Regions from separate parts of the Rattus norvegicus genome. Here region 2 is linked to region 1. The links are chromatin contacts, called in public Hi-C maps. All regions are on one chromosome and are shown on one strand. The core of a region is the stretch at or near the end of the contact, and the rest is flanking DNA. Distances in the headings are between cores, read along the strand shown.

Region 1 (6,655 bases), core at 3,096-5,595:
AAATAGCCCTGCCCAGCTTCACACGCTGCCTTCCCTGTATCCCCTGGAGCATTCCCAGTTCCTGTCACCACTGGCAGCTGTTAGCCAGTACTAAGACTCAAGGGTCAAAGTTGGCGTTCACAGGGTTTGATGTCACATATTTCTTGGCAGAACAGCATTAATCCTGAGGCTCACCACACCCCGATAATATAAGCTCAAGGAGGACAAGATGGCACAGGTAAAGAAAGGAGAGAAAGCACTCTCCTCCAGGACTTGTGACTCAGCTTGTCTACTTGTAGGGACAAAGAAGCAAGGATTTGCAAGGGCCTCTGGGTACCAGGCATTTCAAGCATGAGAACCTCACTCTCCTCTCTTTGACCTAGATGATATCACCCTTGTTTGACAGACAAGGAAATTGATGTTATAACAGGTTAGCTGAATAGCAAACCCAAAATTCACCTCCCAGAACACAATAGGTATAGATCGCACTTTCATACTGATCCTTCTTTTCAGAATGGCCCTGTCCCTGCACAGTGTAAACGGGGAGCATTTAGACATCAGATGGACCAGTGGGCATCCTCGTGGGATACAGACCTATACAGAGCATGCAGGAGAGCAGAGGTGCATATCTCTTCGGGAACCTGCTAGGTTCCTGATTATTCAGTGAAAACGATGCAAACTAGCAAGGAGACAAGCAAGTTCAAAAGCCTACCAGAGTTCACATTCCACCTCTGTCACCTTGTGACCATGAGAAAGCTATTTCACCTTCGTGCCCTTCCCTAAGTCAGAACTAGAGCTAAAACAGATGCTTAAGAAGTGGCTCTGGCTAAAAAAAAAAAAATAAAAATAAAATAAAATAAAAGCATTTATTGACAGCTCATGTGGGTCCACAAATTGGGTAACAGCCTAGCATTCTTGTTTCCCATTTCATATGGCCATTCCCTATACTGTGAGTTACCTGCTTACCGCTACATATAGAAATGTCTGCAGCTCAAGGAGTATGTCTACCCTTTCTCTTCCTCCTTCAAGGTTAACAACATAGACTTAGGTCATTGTCTAAAACCTGCTGTTATCTTGGATGCCAAGAACAAGGAAACCAGATGAGGGCAAATATCCATGATGCCCTGGCTGCATCCAGAGCAGAAGTTGTTGGCATCAAAGCCATTTGCAGTCAGCCTCCGAATCCATCGATGATGACCCTAGGCGACAAGGACCCTCTTGCGTCTGTTGCCATGGTATACACACACACACACACACACACACACACACACACACACACACACACACACCTGTGTGTGGTGGTGGCCCAAATAAAAAGGCAGACACCCCAACCCCTCACCCCCTCTTCTCTTCCTCGCTTCCCCCTAATAAACCTCTTCTCGTGGGACTCTGTTGGCCCAGCATATGAGCTGCCTTCTAACACAACAGAAGTAATCTGCCTTTCCTATGACACAGATTGAGCCCATCCGGCAATGACAGTGGCTAAGGTCTTTCTTGGACCACCTAAGAGAACTATAGTGAGACAATGATCAAGCATACCACCCTTTGACCAGGATTGCTTAATCATGGTGTGGCCTTCTTGCTCCTTGCTCCAAAACTTTCTCCATTCAAACCTGAAGCTCATGTCAGTGTCCCAGGAGACAGTCTTGGAGCGGAGGGGGAACTAGAACCCTTTATTTATTCCTATTTCCAGTGTGACCACACTAAGGAATATAAGTCCTCTCTCTATTTTTGCACCGTTTCTTATCTATTTAAATGGTAGACTAAGGGCCAATGGCTAAACATAGTATACAGGGGCTGCCTCTGAATATAAGCATATACAGAAGTCCAGGCTTTTGCATTAAAAATTCCAGTACTGTTCCTGGTCTTTCTTCTCCTGTTCAATGAGGAAAGAAACCTGTCATTGTTGTTTTGTGTCTTCTAAGGATATAATGGTGAAATTGGGGAGTTGAATGGTCAATATGAATGAGTTGAACATGAGCCAATCTACTACAAAAGAGGGGAGGTGGAACCCTCTCTATCTCAGTTAAACATGCTATTAAAGGGGAGGCAAGATGGCCTGATGCATAAAAGTGTTTGCTGCTGTGAGAAATGTTTCTTTCTTCAATCAACAGAGGTCTATATTCCCCGAACCTCCTCCATGCCCATCAGGCTGATTAGCCAATCATATCAAACTGAGTTTCCACCAATAAGATGGGAAATAATTACTACCTGTGTTAGGAATAAAAGACAAAGACCATTTGGTCCATGTGTGTTCACGGGCCCAATCTGAGTTCAGGTATGTCCATTCTACAAAAAGAAATTACCTTGCAGAGTCATTTTCGCATCGTTCATACATTCCTTTGTGTGGCACAGACGATTGTTTTCCAACTGATAAGGCCAGCAAATAGCCTAAGTTTAGTCCCTGGAATCCACAGGCAGAAGGAGAGAACCAAGTCCTGAAAGTTGTCCTCTGACCTACACATGTGCACTGTGGCATAAGCAAACGAATGCATGCACTCACTCCCACACAAATTCACACAGGGAGAAATAAAATAAACATAATGGGAAATATTTTTAAATGTCACTAAAAATGAACGCTGGTAGGTAGAGAAAAGGGAAGGATCAAAAGGGTAGGTCCAGGGGTTGGGGATTTAGCTCAGTGGTAGAGCGCTTGCCTAGCAACCGCAAGGCCCTAGGTTCGGTCCCCAGCTCCGGTGGGGGGAAAATAAATAAAAGGTAGGTCCAGGTCACAGAAGCAACTGTGGTACATCCGAGTTTGTGAAAAAACGACTCAAGTGGCCATTCGTATTGGAACGCCACAGTAATAGATGATGCCTCTAGAAAACCAATCAACACGGACACAAGAAAGCTCCGAAGGCGTCTATCAAACCCAGAAATCTGGTGACATTGCCTACACCTGCACCAGGGAGGCAGGGAAGGGAGGATCAGAAGGTTTGTAACAACCTCGTTCTACAGCAACACCCTATTAGAAATTCCCCATCACCATCTACCTTTGTGCTACGAGTCACAATGCTTGCCTTCAAAGCCCATCCATACCCAAAGCTGTTTCCAGCTCACTCATCACCTTCTATAGAAGGGAACAATGCCCTCCTAGTCATCTTTCTAGTCATGAGCTTCCAGATGAATTCAAGGGACGACTCTTTACCAACTTGCCCCTACAGATCTTTGAGGTCTAGCCCATCTGGCCCCAGTGCAGAAGCAGTGGCTAAAGACTGGACCACTTCCACAAGTGGCTGGCATCAGCACTAACACATGGGTCATCAGTCTTACCTAGGAAGCCATAAAAGAGACTAAGTCCCAAAGGATGGGTCAGGCTTGAGAACTAACTACCACTAGCCCACAGAGGTGACTCCACCAAAGCCACATAAGCAGAGGAAAATTTCCAGAGCCCAAACCTTAGCAGCATCTCCTGTGCTCGCACAACTATACAACCAAACATCGTTCCACTCAGGGTCAGCTAGGGCTCTCTGTCCAGTGTGAACCAGAAAGATACAGAAACCCTAAAAAGTCCTCACTGCCAAGCTCCCTGCCCACAACAGTTGAATGCCCTCCTCTACCAGAGGCAAGCATTGGACTCAGCATGCAGGCTGGCCCCACAGAGAGCCCAGGCCTTCTAAAGACATTTGTATTTCACCTTGGTAGTTGGTTTCCTGTACTACAGGTGCCTTAAGAGGGAGACTCCCGCAACCAGACATGGGGGCTGGAGGTGGGATGCTAAACCGAGTCAGGCAGGTCTGCGCATCAAATTCTAGATGTTCTGACTTCTGCTTCTCGATCTGCCTCTGAACTGGTATCATCTCCTACTAGACCCCACTTCTTCAAACACCAAATTGGTATAAGGACATAAGGACAATGCAATTAATATAAAAAAAAATTATTGCACCTGTTCCCTCAAAAAAAAAAAAAAAAAAAAAAGACTGAATTCTCAAGGGAGCTTCAGGATGCTCCCAAACTACAGCAGATACAAGAAAGTTGGCTGATCTTCCTGGGACCCGCCCAGGGCCCAGGAATCTGCCCTACTTCACTCCTGCCCCAGCTTGCTTAATCACCTCCCTGGCTCCCTGCCTGTCACCCAGCTGCTAACTTGAAATGAACTTTTGGATTCTGAATCGTAGCTGGCAGTCTGACGTGAAGGTGCGTATTCCCTAGCCCACATGCAGAGGCCTGGAAAGGAATCAGGATAAAAGAGTCCTTAAGGGGGGCAGAGAGCATCAAATGCCAGTGTGGATTGCCTTTAAATGCCCCAAGAATCAGGAAAGCCTATCTGGGTTCCACAAAGGGCTCACTGTTGAGTACAGAGCTGTAGTGTGTGTGACTCATAGCATGATTCAGCAGCCCACTAGAAGGGCATGCAGAAAACCTCTTGAGTCACTTCTAGAGGCAGGGGGTCCTGTGCCAAGCTACCGACAAAACTCAGGCTAAAGGAATGCCCTCCTCTGCCTGCCTTGCCCTCTGCCTGCGATTCAGACACCTGGCATCCCAGCAAGGGCACGTGATAGCCCTGTCATTCGGCCAGGGCAAATAGGCAGGGGCAACAAGAGTCCCATTTCCCGGCTGGGATGAGATCACTGTCGAGGGGGGAGAAAGGAAGCAGGATCCAGGACCCGGGAAGGGGTGGGGATGGCCAGGAAGTCAGCAAGCTTCCCTGCTAGGGCTGCAGCAAGCTGGCTTCTAGAACTGGGGGAGAGGAGCCAGGAATAGAACAGGGAACAAAGGGGCAAAATAGAGCCTGGGCCCAAGGGCACAATGGAACCCCCAGTGTAAATCATGCTGAATGACGTCCAGGCTCAGAGAGTATCTTGCCCCGCCTCCACCCCCAACCTCCCACCTTCCCCTCCCTCTTTATTCATCTTTATTTATTAAAACTCAACTTTGGTCACTTACCCCAGCAAAAACACCCCTACAGAAAGCTTCTGTCACAACCAGCTTGAGTCAAAATGACATTGATATATATATATATATATATTGTGGAGACCTTTCTTCAGTCAGCTGGCCACTCCAAACAGAATCCCTCTATTCTATCCCTTCTTTATGGGATCGCTGCAGCTCCTGCTGCTTCTCTTCCATACAGGCTTCCAGGAGAAGCCTGAGAAATTTGCTTTCTTTCCCCGTAACATCTAGGTCAGCAAAGTCACAAGAGCATTGGCCATGCAAGCTGGACCTCTATATTAGAGGAAGGGAGGGCCAAGGCCCTCAAGGGATCACTATGAAAGAGCATCCCGATCATTCATTTAAGTCTGGGCATGGTGGTACATATCCTTGCTCCCAGTATTTGGGAGGCAGAGGCAAGGAGGATCTTTGAGTTAGAGGTTAGCCTGGTCTACATAGCAAACTCTAGGACAGCCAGGATGAAAGAAAGAGAAAGAGAGAGAGAGAGAGGAAGGGAAGAAGGAAGGAAGGAAGGAAGGAAGGGAGGGAGGGAAGAAGGAAGGAAAGAAGGGAGGGAAGGAGGGGGGAGGGGGGGAGGGAGGGAAGAAGGGAGGAAGGGAGGGAGGAAGGAAGGAAGGAAGGAAGGAAGGAAGGAAGGAAGGAAGGAAGGAAGGAAGGAAGCGGGGTTGGGGATTTAGCTCTGTGGTACAGCCCTTGCCTAGGAAGCGCAAGGCCCTGGGTTCAGTCCTCAGCTCCAGAAAAAAAAAAAAGAAAGAAAGAAAGAAAGATGGGCTGGAGAGATGGCTCAGTGGATAAGAGCACTGACTGCTCTTCCAGAGGTCCTGAGTTCAAATCCCAGCAACCACATGGTGGCTCACAACCACCTGTAATGGGATCCAATGCCCTCTTCTGGTGTGTCTGAAGACAGGTACAGTGTATATAATAAATAAATAAATCTTTTTTAAAAAAGGAAGGAAGAAAGGAATTCTTTCTCACATTTCTATGTGACCAGAAGTTGAGAAACGGTAGGTAGTCACCTATGTTGTGACAGCAGAGAGTCTTCCTGATAATAAGGAATGTCCAGTGGCCTCAGCTCAACTCTCTCAGCCTTGTTTTGGTACTCAGGGCTTTACTTCCCTTAATCCTGGTTACCATCTTGCTGAGATGCTGCAAAGTATACCATTCAATTGTTCTATATAATTTAACTCACGGAACAACCTCAATCCTGTGAGACAGACATCACTGTGACTTCTTATTTTAGAGAGCGACTAAACAGAGGGCCAGAGAGGTTAGTGATAGTCACAGCGAGATTCAAACCTGTGGGGCCCACATCCACACATGCACGTACTAACCTTTACAGCTCACTTCCTATCGCCCCACACCTTCCAAATCAGGGAAGGAAACCAATGACCAGCTTCAGGTTCCAGTTTCTCAAATAGTGATGGACTGTCGAACTAAATGGGGGTTTGGGAGCAGGGCCACGTCAGGAAAATGTTTGTCAAAAGAAAAAGGGTTTTGAATGCACAAGAGCCAACACTTAGTTTGAGTCCAAAGCAGAAAGAAGCCGAGGTATTTCTGGAAGGGTCTACCCATGGAGCGTCATATGGTTTCCCTGTAGCGTGAACACAATTGAACTTTGTACTACACACGTCTCCATTCAGCACCCGTGAACATGCCGAATGCAGAGCCGGACCTACTGTGTGTTATGAAGTGCAGTGCTTTACAGCACGGAGCTTTCCATCCCTTTAGAAAAACAATAGCGTAAATATGGGAAACATAGACAACGTCTTTTCTATCATCATAA
Region 2 (7,358 bases), core at 3,884-6,383, 140 kb before region 1:
ATGCACTCAAGAAAGGCCCAGTATTCCTCACCCTACACCCCAAACCTAAAATATTCCAAAATATAAAACGTGTTGAGGGTTAACATGATAGCACAAATGGAAAACCCTCACCATAAACTTCATCCCATATAAAAATCACTGAAAATGTAGCGTAAAATCACCTTCAGGCCGTGCGTATATGAAATGTAAAAGTCGAAGGCCTGGTTCTAAGCCATTTCTATGAATTCATAGCACTGAAAAAGAAAGCCTGAAGTCCTCAAGACTTGTGTCCCAAACATTTCAGATAGAACAGCTCAATCTGTAGCACGCCACAGCCCAAACACATTGCAACACTGTCTCCGCTATTAGCCAGGGCCTGGTCGTCAGGACGACTCTTGCTCAATATTACTCTTTGCTTCATAATTTCCACACACAGAGGAACAATACTTCTCTTTAAAAAAAAAAAATCAATTGTCCCCAGCAATCCACCTACACAGTTCTAGGAAAATAGGGGCTAAACACTCTGCTTCAGCAAGCAAACAAGGAACAAGGAGGGCGAGAGGAATCCATCACAGCGCCTGCGCTTTTCATTATTCACACCAACTGTTTTTAGAGTCACTAAGTTCAAATGACCCTGTCCCTTGGGGCCGCAGAACTATTTTTACCAACGCTTGCCAGTAAGGAAGCCGTGCATGCTGAATAAATGGGATTACTCAGTATGAGGAGACACTAAGTGGCTTCAAGAGGCTTCAGGGTAAAGGAACTGCATATGGCCTGGAAGGAAGATGCTGGAACAGTCAATGTCTGACCCGCCCAGGACTTTGAGAGACTTTGATGTGGGGACCACAGGGCATCCAACGAATAGGAAAAGCCTGCTGGGATCCCATCCCAAACTGCCAGAAAACAATGAAAGAAGATAAATGGCCCTGGCGTCAGGAAAAGGCAACACTGAATAAGGGATAGAGGTGTGCCTGGAGCGTAGTAAGTGATCCACAAATACCTCATGTGCATGCATGCATGTGCATGTGAACACACACACACAGAGAGAGAGAGAGAGAGAGAGAGAGAGAGAGAGAGAAAGAGAGAGAGAGAGAGAGAGAGAGAGAGAGAGGCCTGCCTGCACAGAGAACCAGCAAGATAGCTTTTCTCTATGCTTTCTGGACTTCAGGGTGATCACACCCAGCCTGAAGGCTTTAAGTTGGAGGGTTCTACATGCAATCAAGTCATATTCATTTCTGCACACATTATTTCTGGCATCCAAGTTAATCCCTTTGTTCCATGGATTTAATATGTCCCAGAAGGTGTGTTTGTGTGAGAGAGTGGGACAGAGGAGAAGGAAAAGGGGGGGTGGGGGGGTGGGGATTGGCTTACATAATCACGAGGCCCCCAATCCCAGACAGAATCTGCAAGGCAGACAAGCAAGCAGTTGAAGTCTGTAGGTAGCATGGAGTCAGGATTCCTACTTTCTGTTGCCACAGAAAGCTTCAGTCTGTTCTCTTAAAGCCTACAGCTGAGTGGAGCAGGCCCAGCCACACCACGAAAAGTCACAAACTTTGCTCAGTCTATTGATATAAATGTGGACCTCGTTGAAGAAACACTTTAGCTCAAAGAGGTGATGCATGTTTGTAATCTCCACATTCAAGAAGCGAGAGGGTTTTGAATTTGAAGTCATCTTATACTATACTTCAAGACCTTTCCTCAAAACGACAATTGCAACAACAACACCATCAAGGGGGTCCAAGAGACCTCCCAAATTACATAGGCTGCTATTTCATTGCTTGTGGTTGCTTCATAACTTACAGTCTATTGCTGAAGTCACCACACACTTCAGTCCAGGAGTTGAAGAAATCCAGTTGGCACTGACCTGGAAGTGTCCTCCCTGGTAGATAGCTCGAGTATTGGAAGGTGCTATGAAAGCTGTCAGAAGAGAAAAGTTATCAACAGGCCTGCCTACCCGGCTGTAAATCCTGTGAATTACAACAACAATTATCAGCACAGCAAGCTGTACCCAATTGAACAGTGGTATTTCCATCTTGGGGATGGCCACAAACAACTGTCTCAGTGGACTTAAAAACTACACAGCAGAATTCTTGCCTGGAGCTCTACGCTTAACTAAGAACGCCTGGTTGGAGCAGTTGTAGACCCTAGAAGAGAACCTATTACCACAGTTCTCTAAACTGACACATTACACAACTGGCTCCTACATATTTATCCCTAGTTTTATAGAGTGCATAACAGCTTCTTTTTGTGGTAGATAGAAGTTATTACAGAGATCCCCAACAGGTCAACATGCACAGAATAAAGTGACAGTGGGGCTTCTATAACTCATCACCTACATCCACATTACAGGGAATAGCACAGACGAAGGACCAAAAACTGTGTAAGAACCAGAGGACCAGAAAGACTGCTGCAAAAGAGTGTCTTCTAGATATGACAGGGATTTAGCTCCCACGAACACTCAACACCTATGGCTGTAAGAACTGTGCAGGCCCATACTAGTCAAAACCCCAGCATGGATTGGGAAAGAGCTCCCAAAGCCCAGATCCAAGTTGAAGAGCTAAGGGCAGTCAAATGCTACTGAGGATGGGAGGGTCATTTTTCATCAGGGATAAGCCCTCTGATAAGTCACCTATCTTCCCGTGGTGGGCCCTACACCAGAGTGTATGTACAACACTAATCATAGTAATAACATTAGAAATAATAGAAGATATGACTTTGAATGTGGGATATGTGGGGGACAAGGGAGGAGTAGATGAAATCAAAATGAATTGTACTCATGTGTGAGAGTCTCAAAAACAAAAGAAAGAAAAGAAAAAACAGTCCATAAACAAAATGCCTACTTTCTCCATGACAACTAGACCGGTATTTGATCAATGTCTGGGTACCCTGCCCTAGCTAGGGTGATATAGAACTCACCGTCCTGTACAAGGTGCAAACAGTGATTCTTCATCTGCACAAATATTCATTTTCCTTGGGCCCTCTCACTAGAGTTCCAGACATAAGAATCCCACCCCATACTTGAAACACACACACACACACACACACACACACACACACACACACACACAAAACAATCACACTCTTCTTTCTGATTCTAGGTAGCCACTCAGGTCTCTAAATGCATGAGATTAATCCTTCACTCCCCGACACTTCGTATCCCAACCACCAGCAGACTGCACACTGGGTATTCATTCTGAACCCCAAGGCATCTCCCAGTGCCTTCTCCTACCACTCAGTATCTTCTCTCCATATCTACAACAGCCTGGTGTTTCCAACATCCTGCTGAGTGGCCCAGATGCTTCACACTGGCAGATTCCTGTCCATCTGCTACACAATAGCCTGTTTAACACTGTCTCAATAAGAGAAGAACCAAACTTCTTACCCTGCCCCCTTCTGCTCCCTGAGCGGCTTTCTTTTTGTTCTTTTAGACTATGTGTCCCCTCCCTAACTGTCTATCTTAACTCGCCCAGACAGGCCATTTCCGAAAACCTACCTATCTGGAAGATAGGGACTGCTCACAAGATATCTTATAGTCCTGGTCCAAAGGTGGATGGCAGGCACTAACATGAGGACAATGGAGGGAATAGAGTACTGCAATGGAGTAGGTACAGGTGAGGGAGACAGGTGATATGTTTGGATTTGGCGAATGTCTAAGGCAGGTGGCAATGCAGAGTATTCTCTGAACTAGATCAAAAAGGGGAAAAGGAGTTGAGAGGCCAGTGAAGGGAAGATCGGAGAGAAAGATGATCAGGTCAGGCCAGGAAAGGAGGTAAAAAGAACTGGAGCAGGTGACCTAGAACTGCTATGAACTCTGCAGCCAAGATTTCATACTCTGATGGTCGGAAGAATTGCACAGAGCAAAGACAGAGAGAGGGAATGCATTTGACAGAGGCCAAAGGGAAGAAAGATTGCCACAACCATGAAGAGGAGCTTGGGGTACCCCAGCAAAACTCCCAGCAAGCAGGGCTCTCTACACCCACCTATTCCCTTGCTCCTCCTCAGAGGGCACTGCACACAAAGCATCAGGATCAGCAGGCTCTGTTCTAATGCCTTAGAGAAGATATTGAGGAAAAGAAATCTATTATTATCCTTCCTATACAGAACAGGTGCAAGTGAGGTATCCATGGCTAACAGAAGGGTGATTTAGTTACTGCCCTGGAGATTTTACTTCTGAGACCTCCACACTTGTATTTGTTAAGATGTTATCTTCCTTCTTAGCCAATAATCGCAACAGAAACTGCACTTCGCTTTCCTCAGCCTCCCCTCGGTTGGTCTAGGTCCCATTAGGGTACTGGTCGTATTGTTGCCCACTGCAGCATCCTCATAACCAGAGAATGTCCAGGCAGGTGGCAAATAAAAACTAAGACTAGTTAAGCATCAAGATGGCTCATGCTTGAGTAAGGACATGGGCTTGGGACTCCTACTGCAGCCTGGTGCTCAAAGGAACTTCCACGGGCATTTTGAGCCAAGTCCAGACATACTGTCAGATAACAGAGTATGTTTACTCCAGTGACAAAGTCTTCATCTGGAAGACTTCCTCATTGGCATCTGCAGGTCATTTTTCAATTTTTCAAATAGTATGTGAGCAACAGAACCTTCTTTTCTTCAAAAGCCACAGCTGTGCCCTAATAGAGTATTTTTTAAAAAACCTAGTACTGACCTGAACTTGGTCATTCTAGCAATCCATGTGAAAACCTTACATTGGCAGATCCATGTATATCAGGAAAAGTCCTCCACAAAGGAAGGAATGGGATGCAGTAGAAGAGCATTCTACTGTTGGATGTGTTGGATATCAGTGGATTAAGCCACAGGATCTTCTCTTGTCAGGGAGACATGGCAGTGTTTGGAGACCTTTTTATTCACAGTTCATAGCTACCATGACACAAAAATGACCACTGTTTGGTCTTTACAGAATACAGATGAACCCAGGATTGGGGAAAGTCAAAGGTAAGTCCAGGTATTAGGACTCTAGAGCTCCAGATCAGAACACGTGCTCAATAAATATTACCTGCTGTGTGTCATTACTGCTGCTGTTCTTAAAGAAACACACTTCAGAGGTATTTGAACTATACCAACTTACTCGGAGTAACTTGCCCTTAAGCCAGTGTACAGTGTGCGCAGCAGACGCTTCCAAAAGGCCAAAGATTCTGCTGAATTTCAAGGTCAATGCTGTGTCCACAACTGCTACCAGTCACCCATGCCAAGGATCCTCCCACACTCCGCACTTGTAGCCAGGAAACAGCAGACAAGCTTCCTGCAGTTCCTTGGTAGTTATTTGTGCGGCTTTTTGAAGCTTTTGTATTCTATAATGTGCTGGGCTGGGTGGACAGCCCCATGGTGATCAAAGACCCAGCTGGCAGGTATACCAACCCTGTATACTCTGCCAACCACCAGTCACCAGATGCCAGCTGCCAGCCACCAACCACCAGCCACCTGCCACTGAATCCAGGAAGAGTCACAAGGAGGAGGTGTTAGGCTTCAGAAGTGTTCCAGGTGCTATCCCAGCCACAGGCTCTGCCTTGGAACAACTGAAGTGTGCCGATTCCAGGTGTACCAGGTAGGAGCTGACATTCAAGCAGCTCCTAAACCAACAGTGGCAGACAGATCACTGCCAATGTGATGGGTCAAGGAAATTTAACCTCTGACGGGGACAAATGAGTTCAAGAGGGCCGAAAGGGAGAGTGCAGTCTACTTCCACAGTCCCAAGTTCACAAGAACCATACTTACTCGATGGCAGGTTGGGGCCAAAGGATTCTAAGATAACCATCACTGAGCATGCACTCGTGAGGGACTATGTTGCATTACATGAGGAACTGTGCAAGAAACAAGACCGGAAAGGGCTCATAACATCTGTGATGGTTTGAATAGGAAATGTTTCCCCATGACTCAAGGCATTTGAATGCTTGGTCTCCTAGTACAGTTTGGGGAGATTTAAGAGGTTTGACCTTTTGGAGGAAGTGTGTCATTAGTAAGCTTTGCAAGCAAAAGGACCTGAATCATTTCTAGTCCCCCTGTCCCTTCTCTTTGTGTTTGAAGATCGAAATGTGAGCCTTCACATCCTGCCTCTGCCTCAGCTCTGCCTCCACAGATGGACTCTAACACACTAGAACCATAAGCTCAAATACATTTTTTCCTCCATGAGTTGCCTCGGTCATGGTATTTTATCACAATTATAGAAAAGTAACTAATACAGTGTCCCATGTTCATAGACACCCACTTACATTAAGTGTCCAGTGAGGGAACGGAGTCCCCTGTCCTCACAGAACTCAGATACTTGTTCTCCCTCTGGGAGCCTCAAAGACCTTCACAGGGAAATTCTGGATGTCAACTATGCCTCTAATCACCCTGAAAATCTTGCGGATGTAGATCACAGCACCTTCTGCATCACTCTCACGGATAAAGAAGGACTATTGGCTGCCACATTTTCCCCATAACAATGTGTGTAGACAAGAAAAAACGATCACCTAAGGTCAAGTGGCAAACCTGGCTCTAACAAACACAGGAGCTCATTTCTTACATTTTATAAACAACGTATGAAACACTTCATATATGAGATCCACATCACATGGAATAAGACTATTAAATGAGTGATATACACGTGTGAAGTGGCAATGAATACACAAATGATTGCACACACACACACACACACACACATCACTGCTCTTCTACTGTAGGTAGTACATGGATGTATTTGTGTGCCCATGACTACATATAATAGCAAAATAGCTTTTTAAAAGTTTTCTTCTTGCTTGTCTGAATGTCCTAAATTATAATACGAGTATTTGTTGTGTTTTTCAAACGGTAAGAATGGAAGTTCTACCTCTTTTTCTCTGATGGATCTCTGAGTGGGGAGCACCACAAGGGAGCTAGAGGGTGCAGCGAAGCTTCTGTACTGCCTCCTATCCTCTTTGACCATTCCTATAGGATGCTGTGCCGCTCAACACCTAGGATGGTAACTCACATAGAACAACACTGTCAACAGCTGTTCTTTGTAGAACACTTATACTAGGCGAGCCCATAGAACTTCCTTGCCCTTCACTAGTGTCAGTGTGCTGGGTAGATACCCATGTGCAGAAGAGGAAACTGAGGCATGAAGTAGGTAAGTCCTAGTGATAGCCTGGCAAAGCAAAGTGCTATATCAGGGACTGGAGCCCCAGCCTGTACTCTCTGTGTAACACCTTGCTTTTCCTCAGAACCAGTCAGGTCATTATGTTCCTGCTGCCAGAGATCCTAAGTGGGGACAGGCTGTGCACTGAATAGCCTGGGAAAGAGCAGAGGGTTTACTCATGGAAGAAGTAAAGGCCCGAGAAAGGATCGGGGCTATGGGAATAGCCCCAGTCAACAGCTCCAGATGGTATATTCAAGTCAGTTGAGGTAAA

Evidence for each region. A called contact is a pair of places that touch in the nucleus more often than the background predicts.
Region 2: a Hi-C map of liver shows a contact between it and region 1, with 2.7 times the contacts expected there. The contact joins two enhancer-like sites. A contact is called at or near these places in 2 of 12 Hi-C or Micro-C datasets (liver and mammary epithelial cells).

What each region holds. Positions count from the first base shown.
Region 1 is chr7:95,590,906-95,597,560 of GRCr8, reverse strand. All of the region lies in intron 1 of Pvt1 (Pvt1 oncogene), which reads right to left. Among named protein-coding and RNA genes, the nearest start is that of Pvt1, 48 kb to the right of the region's middle. Within about 2 kb of position 4,345, at least 66 of the 93 cell types and tissues checked have an H3K27ac peak or open chromatin away from gene starts, as enhancers often do. A contact at or near this core is called in liver, where this site is marked.
Region 2 is chr7:95,729,181-95,736,538 of GRCr8, reverse strand. The region is part of intron 3 of Pvt1 (Pvt1 oncogene); the gene reads right to left. Among named protein-coding and RNA genes, the nearest start is that of Pvt1, 190 kb to the right of the region's middle. Within about 2 kb of position 5,133, at least 5 of the 93 cell types and tissues checked have an H3K27ac peak or open chromatin away from gene starts, as enhancers often do. A contact at or near this core is called in liver, where this site is marked.